Linked DNA regions of Urocitellus parryii: region 1 is linked to region 2. Evidence: chromatin contacts called from public Hi-C data. All regions are on one chromosome and are shown on one strand. Each heading gives the region's core, a stretch centred on a gene start, on an enhancer-like site or on the middle of the called end of the contact. The rest is flanking DNA. Distances are from core to core; before and after follow the strand shown. Region 1 holds the start of Fosl2 (FOS like 2, AP-1 transcription factor subunit). Region 2 holds the start of Babam2 (BRISC and BRCA1 A complex member 2).

Region 1 (2,840 bases), core at 163-2,662, 440 kb before region 2:
CTCGCCCTCACTCCCGGAGTACTTGAAGGAGCCCAACTGTATTTTTGAATACCCAGCCTTTTTCAGAAACGAGTTAAGACTGATGGAGAACAGAAGTGAGGAAGAGGGCTTTCCCGCAGGATCAGGGACTTGGCTGTTGGGAGGGGTTCGTGGGTGCAAAGATTTCCTTGTCCGTACACCACCAAAAGAGGGGAAGGGGGGGGTGGTGGAAGGAGGTAGCAGTCTCCGGGGAGACCTGCAATTACAGGAGCTTTTCTGAATAAGAGGCAGTGAGAAGGGAAGGATCTGTTGACTATTAGAGCCCATTCCCTGCTCCAGTTTAAAAAATAAAAGTGGTGGGGTGGGTGGGGCAGACAGGACAAAAATCCACAACTTACAACTGTGCCCCGTAGGTATTTTCTCACCAAGCGAAGAATGCAAGGGAGAGAGAGAGAGAGAAGAAGAGAAGCGCGGGGGTCCTCCCGCGCCGCCAGGTGCACCCGGGGCCCACACCTACCTGCTGGCCGCCGCCACCGCTGGAGTAGGACTCGGCGTGCGCAGGAGAGCCGCTGCTGCCCCGGGACGAGGTGTCAAAGTTCCCGGGATAATCCTGGTACATGATCCGCGGTGGGGGCCGGAGAGGAAACAGGGTGTTTTTCTTCCCCGCCCTCGCCGCGGCCGCGCACAGGCTGCTGCGTGCTCGCTGGTCCGCCGGCCGCGCCGCGGGCTCTAATCTTCGCTCCCTGCCTTTCCCCCACGGCGGCCGGCGCGGACCAGGAGGCGGTGACACCCGGGAAGTGTCCCCGCGCGCCTAGCACGGCACTTCTTTCCTGCTCCGGGAGCGCCTCGGGACCAGTTGTCCACCCGGTCCCTCCCTCTAAAAAGTCGGCGCGTCCCTCGGTCCCTCCCCTGCGCGCGCCCTCCCGCCCCCGCGCTCTACCGGAGCTCAGCCTGGACCCGCGGCCCAAAGAAAAATTGGAAATTAAAGAACAGGAACCGGCTGAGCCTCGCCTGTCAGTTCCGGGGACCCCCGAAATCAGACAGGGCAAAAAAGGCGAAAAGAAAGGCAGCTCGCTTGGAGAAACTTCTGTTTCCTCCTTTTAGAAAATGAGCCCGAGAATAAACTTCCTGTGGCCGACTCGCTGCCTGAGTTTCTGAGCGGCTCGGACACTTGACTGGGAGAAAGCAGCGTGCGCCCGTCCCGCTCCGGAGCGCGCCCGCTGAACTGCGGCCGGTGGGGTTCCAGCTGAGCCGGCGCTGAGGGGGACGTGGTCCCGCTCCGGCGCCTCGACCTGCACCCCTTGCCCGGCGCCCGCTCCCGGACCGGCCGGCCTCGCGCGTCCGCGCCTCGCCCTCTCTCTCTCTCTCCCTCTCTGTCCCTGCCGAGCGCTGCTCGCTCCCCGGTTCGCTTGGAGCCCCTGCGCTCGGCCCGAGATGAGTCACTACAATGGCACGAGTTCAACTCCACACTCTTTATTCTCCAGCTCCGTACCATGTGGATTCACTCACGTCAACCTCGACTCCACCTTGCAGGGAGGAGCGCGCGAGGAGGCGGGGGGAGGAGGCCCAGGAGGAGGAGGAGGAAGAGGCGCGGGAGGGGAGGAGGCGGGCGCAGCGCTCCCCTCACTGGCCCGGCTCTCCGCAGCGCTGACGCCTGCCGAACACCCCGCGCGAGGAAGGAAGGCAGTGGCCAGGGTGGGAGCAGGCAGCCCACAGGGTTTGGGGGAGCCGAGGCAGCCCTGGCCCTTCCCCACCCCCGCCCACCCCCCCGAGCCCAGCGCCCTTGGTCTGTTCCATTGGCGCACGTTGCCAAAGATGGTCATTTGCGTTAGAGGACGCGAGTGCGGGTTTCCTCGCTTTCGGGTGACGTGGAGGGAGAGGGATTCCCTCGCCTGCTCTCTTGCGCACCACGGCCTCCCCCGCCCCGGGAAGGGGCTTGGGGCGGGGCCCCGACAGAGGCCGCGAGGGCCTCAGCTCTAGGTTTTAGAAAACAATCACAGTCCTCGAGACCAGACGGGCGGCTCAGTGCGGCGCCACCGCGAGGCCGGGAACCTAGCTCGCAGAGCCGCTTGCAGGGAGGGCGCGGCCGCGCGCGGTCGTCCGCGCCCTCCGTGGCGCCGCTGGGTGCAGCGGGAACCCTGGGCGCGCGGGGTATCCGCGCCGCCCTGCGGCCGGGTCTTCGCCGGGCGCGGCGCGGCGCCGCCAGGCGGGGTGGCCTGCCTATCTTTCCCTGTGTGTTGGGCGGCCCACTGCTTCCCTTTTTTTGTGTTTTTGTGTTTTGTTTTGTTTTTTCGGTCCTACAATTAATTTGTTAGGAGTAGCCTTGAAGACGAAATTAGTCAAGACATTCCAGCGATCCTCTGCGCCAGGCAATCAGGACGTAACCAATAGGAGTCATCGGGCCTTATAAGCAAACTCCAGACTGTTAAGAATTAAACAGAAGAACACCAGGGAGAGGGGGAGGCCAGCGAGAGGGTGTGCCCCCAGTTGTCTTCAGCTGTTTGGGAGTGAAGTTCAAGGCGCGCGTAGCCAGACTCCTAGGCCTTCCCGCCTCGCTGGGCGGGGCGGGGTGCAGGGTAAAGAGCACAGGGCTTGGAGTACGAACGCCAGGCTCTGCAATTTACGAGCTGTGAGATCTTGGGCGAGTCCCTCAACCTCTCTGGGTCTCAGTTTCCTCCTGTATAATGAAGGGTTTAGGACAGATGACCTTCTAAGGCCCTTGTCTGCTCCGGAGCACCAATCCTACGGAGATGATGTGGTGCGGCCAGAAGCGCAGTACCTGGACTTCTGGTCCAGGGTCTGCCTTAGCCTTATTTTACCCAATTCTTAAGTAGTGCTGTCTCTATCCCAAAGGGTCCTTA
Region 2 (2,791 bases), core at 120-2,619:
TTCGAATTTTGAGGATTCTCAAAGTCCACTATTCCTGTCTTCCTATCAAATAACATAAGTTAAAAAGATCACATAAATTAAAAAACATCAAGGTGATTTTTTTTTCTTGACATCAAGACTCAGTCAGAATTTAAATAAATGATTGTTTCAAAACCAGAGACAAACTAGACTACTGTGGACCTACTGCGGAAGTTGGCTTAAATGATTCAATAGTTAAATTCTAAACCTGAACCAGAAGCTAACCATACTAACAGTGAACAATTCAGCAAGTGTCATGACTTTAGGATGACACTGAGGGAATGAATTTGGCTTTATTTCTGGAACAGTCATAGTACTATTTTTTTTTTTTGATAGTGCTAGATTCCATGCAGGATTGACATCTTTTTCAATCATGAGAAGGTGTGACTTATCTAAGAAAGAGGGAAAGAATACTGGTTCCAAAATCGGGTCATTGAATAATAACCAAACAAGGTGGTCCTTTGGTGCAGTGAGCAGGGACATGGATTGGACCACTTCCCCCTAAATAAGACAAATGAGACAATGGCAATATTGTAACAGATTCCAGATAGCCAGAAATTTGGGGTAGCCAGCCTCTTTTGAATGCCAGTTCTGCAATTTGTATTTCCTGATTTTGACGTACTGCATAAGGAAAATGCAAAAATACATTTTTACAAAGATCTCCTGCCCCAAAATAAGGTCACATCAGGTCTTCTGGTAGGCTGCCTGGGGAATACAAAGACGTCTAAAGCACTGTCCAGGCTCTTGCAATTAGGATAGGATGACAAGCACGGAAACACGTGTCCAGTTGACGTCATGGAACGGAAAGGGGTGGCCCCCCCTTGCTGCGTCACATCAACGTCATACAGCACACGAGGGAAGTCACACTGGGGAAGCAATTTCTCCAAGGGGCAAAATCAGGAAAAACAAATCGTTTCAGACTCAAAGAATGACCACCCAACTCCAAGAACATTTAAAAGGGGACGCTCCCCCTTCTCCCAAATTGTATGATCCCCTCATCAAGAGGAAAGAGGGATCACCCTGAGGGTTCATTAGGGACCAAGGGGTGGACCAGAAAGGGAGACAGGTAACTCTGAGGTTTGGGGGACTCGTTCTTGAGTGGACTAGCGTGATGGGGGTGAGCAGGGCATCTTTGAAACAGGGGGCCTTCTCTATAGGAAGAGTAGGCAAGCCCTCTGGCCATCGATCTCTGCGCCACCTGTGCGACTCGGGATCCAACCTCCCCTCACCAGCCCCAGTCCTGGTACCTGGAACTTAGTCCGATCGGTAACCGGCGACTACGTGGGGTACAGGTTACCCGAGCGCGCCCCCGACCGACGCACCGACCTGAACGCGCACCGCGGGCCGGATGCGTGCGCGCTCCCGGACGCCCCGCCCCGCCCCCTTCGGGAGTGTGGCGGCGTGCGCGCCCCCGTGCCGCTCCCGCCTGGCGCTCGGAAAGGCGTCCCCGCAGTGCCTGAAAGCTCTGGGTCAGCGCCTGCCTCGCGCGTGGCGAGGAGCCTGGCACTCGTAGTATCAGGAGGGTCCTGGAACATGAGGCGGTGCGGGAGACAATTCCTGAAAGAACTGGGGGCCGTTGTCGGGCGGGGTTGTTCGGGCATTCGGGTGGGCGACCCGCGTAGGCGTGTGAAAGGCCCGCTTCGATAAGAGGGTAGGAGCGGCATCTCTGGTTAAAGGGTCGGGCAAAGTGCAAAGGGTACAGTCCAAGTTGGACAGCACCTCATCTAGCCATGGCGGCGTCTGGGGAGCCCCGGAGGCAGTGTCAGGAGGAGGTGGCGGCGGTGGTAGTAGTGGGCTCCTGCGTGACCGACCTGGTCAGGTTAGTCTGTCGTCGGCAAGCGACTTTCGGGAGGGGGTGGACGGTGCTCAGCGCCTAGCGCTGGGACTTTGGGGACCGACAGGGTCGCCCTGGATGTGAGCTACAGGTTTCCCCAACCCGCAGCCCGCCTTTCTTATTTGGAAAAGGGAGAATTCGGGTTTGTAAAGATACATGGCAGGAGAGGGATGAGGAGGGCAGGGTTTAGTGAAGGCTCCAGTATAATCAGAAGCGCCTCCAGACCTATGCCTGTCTCCTTGGCCAGGCTGCTGCGCCTTCCCCGTGACCTGCCAGGTGACTGCCACGTCATCCTACCTCCTAGAATAGGCCTACCTCACAGGGTTGTTGTGAGGACTAAATTAAGTATTTTGTCAGCCGAAACACTATCTGAATTGGGTATTCTTCGTCTGAGCTTGTTATGTAAAATAATGAGTTAAGCAGGGGTCAAAAAGACACCGTTCACTGTATTGATTATTGGCATTCCTGCCGTATTTTACGGTTACAGCTTGCTTTTCAGTATTGTTGTAATCACGGATTACCTTATGGTAACCAAAGTGTGAGTCAAAACAAAAATCCATAAACAATCTTTACAACCACTAAAAATTTATAATCAAACAGGAGCCGAAAACGTGCTAAATGAAGATAGACGAATTAGGTCCATGACTTTGGAGAACAGATCCTTCTGATTTATCATCTTTTTTAATGAAAATTGATTTTCTAACTACAAAATTAATTGTATGAAAAAAATCAAATATTTTAAGGAAATCCTACTTCTCAGATTGTTTCAGTTTAATATGTGGGTGAACAGTGTTTTATTATAATGAGGGTTTATGTCATTAAAAAAATTATTAGGCATACTGCAGTAAGACCTCATCTGTCCCTAAATCTTGTTTTGCCAAAGGATGACAGTAAAAATAAGTCACCAAATCCATGCTTGTGAGGCAAGTGTTCTACCAC

Evidence for each region. A called contact is a pair of places that touch in the nucleus more often than the background predicts.
Region 1: a contact with region 2 is called in a Hi-C map of liver, with 5 times the contacts expected there. The contact joins the promoter of Fosl2 here to the promoter of Babam2 in region 2. A contact is called at or near these places in 2 of 2 Hi-C or Micro-C datasets (liver and muscle).

Annotation. Positions count from the first base shown.
Region 1 is chr12:52,865,961-52,868,800 of mUroPar1.hap1, reverse strand. Fosl2 (FOS like 2, AP-1 transcription factor subunit) reads right to left here and starts at 1,412. Exons shown (of 4, transcript XM_026383868.2): 1 at 497-1,412. The coding sequence starts at 598.
Region 2 is chr12:52,421,306-52,424,096 of mUroPar1.hap1, reverse strand. It overlaps Babam2 (BRISC and BRCA1 A complex member 2), which reads right to left and starts at 1,369. Exons shown (of 12, transcript XM_026391012.2): 1 at 1,266-1,369. It overlaps Rbks (ribokinase), which reads left to right and starts at 1,019. Exons shown (of 8, transcript XM_077791694.1): 1 at 1,019-1,084.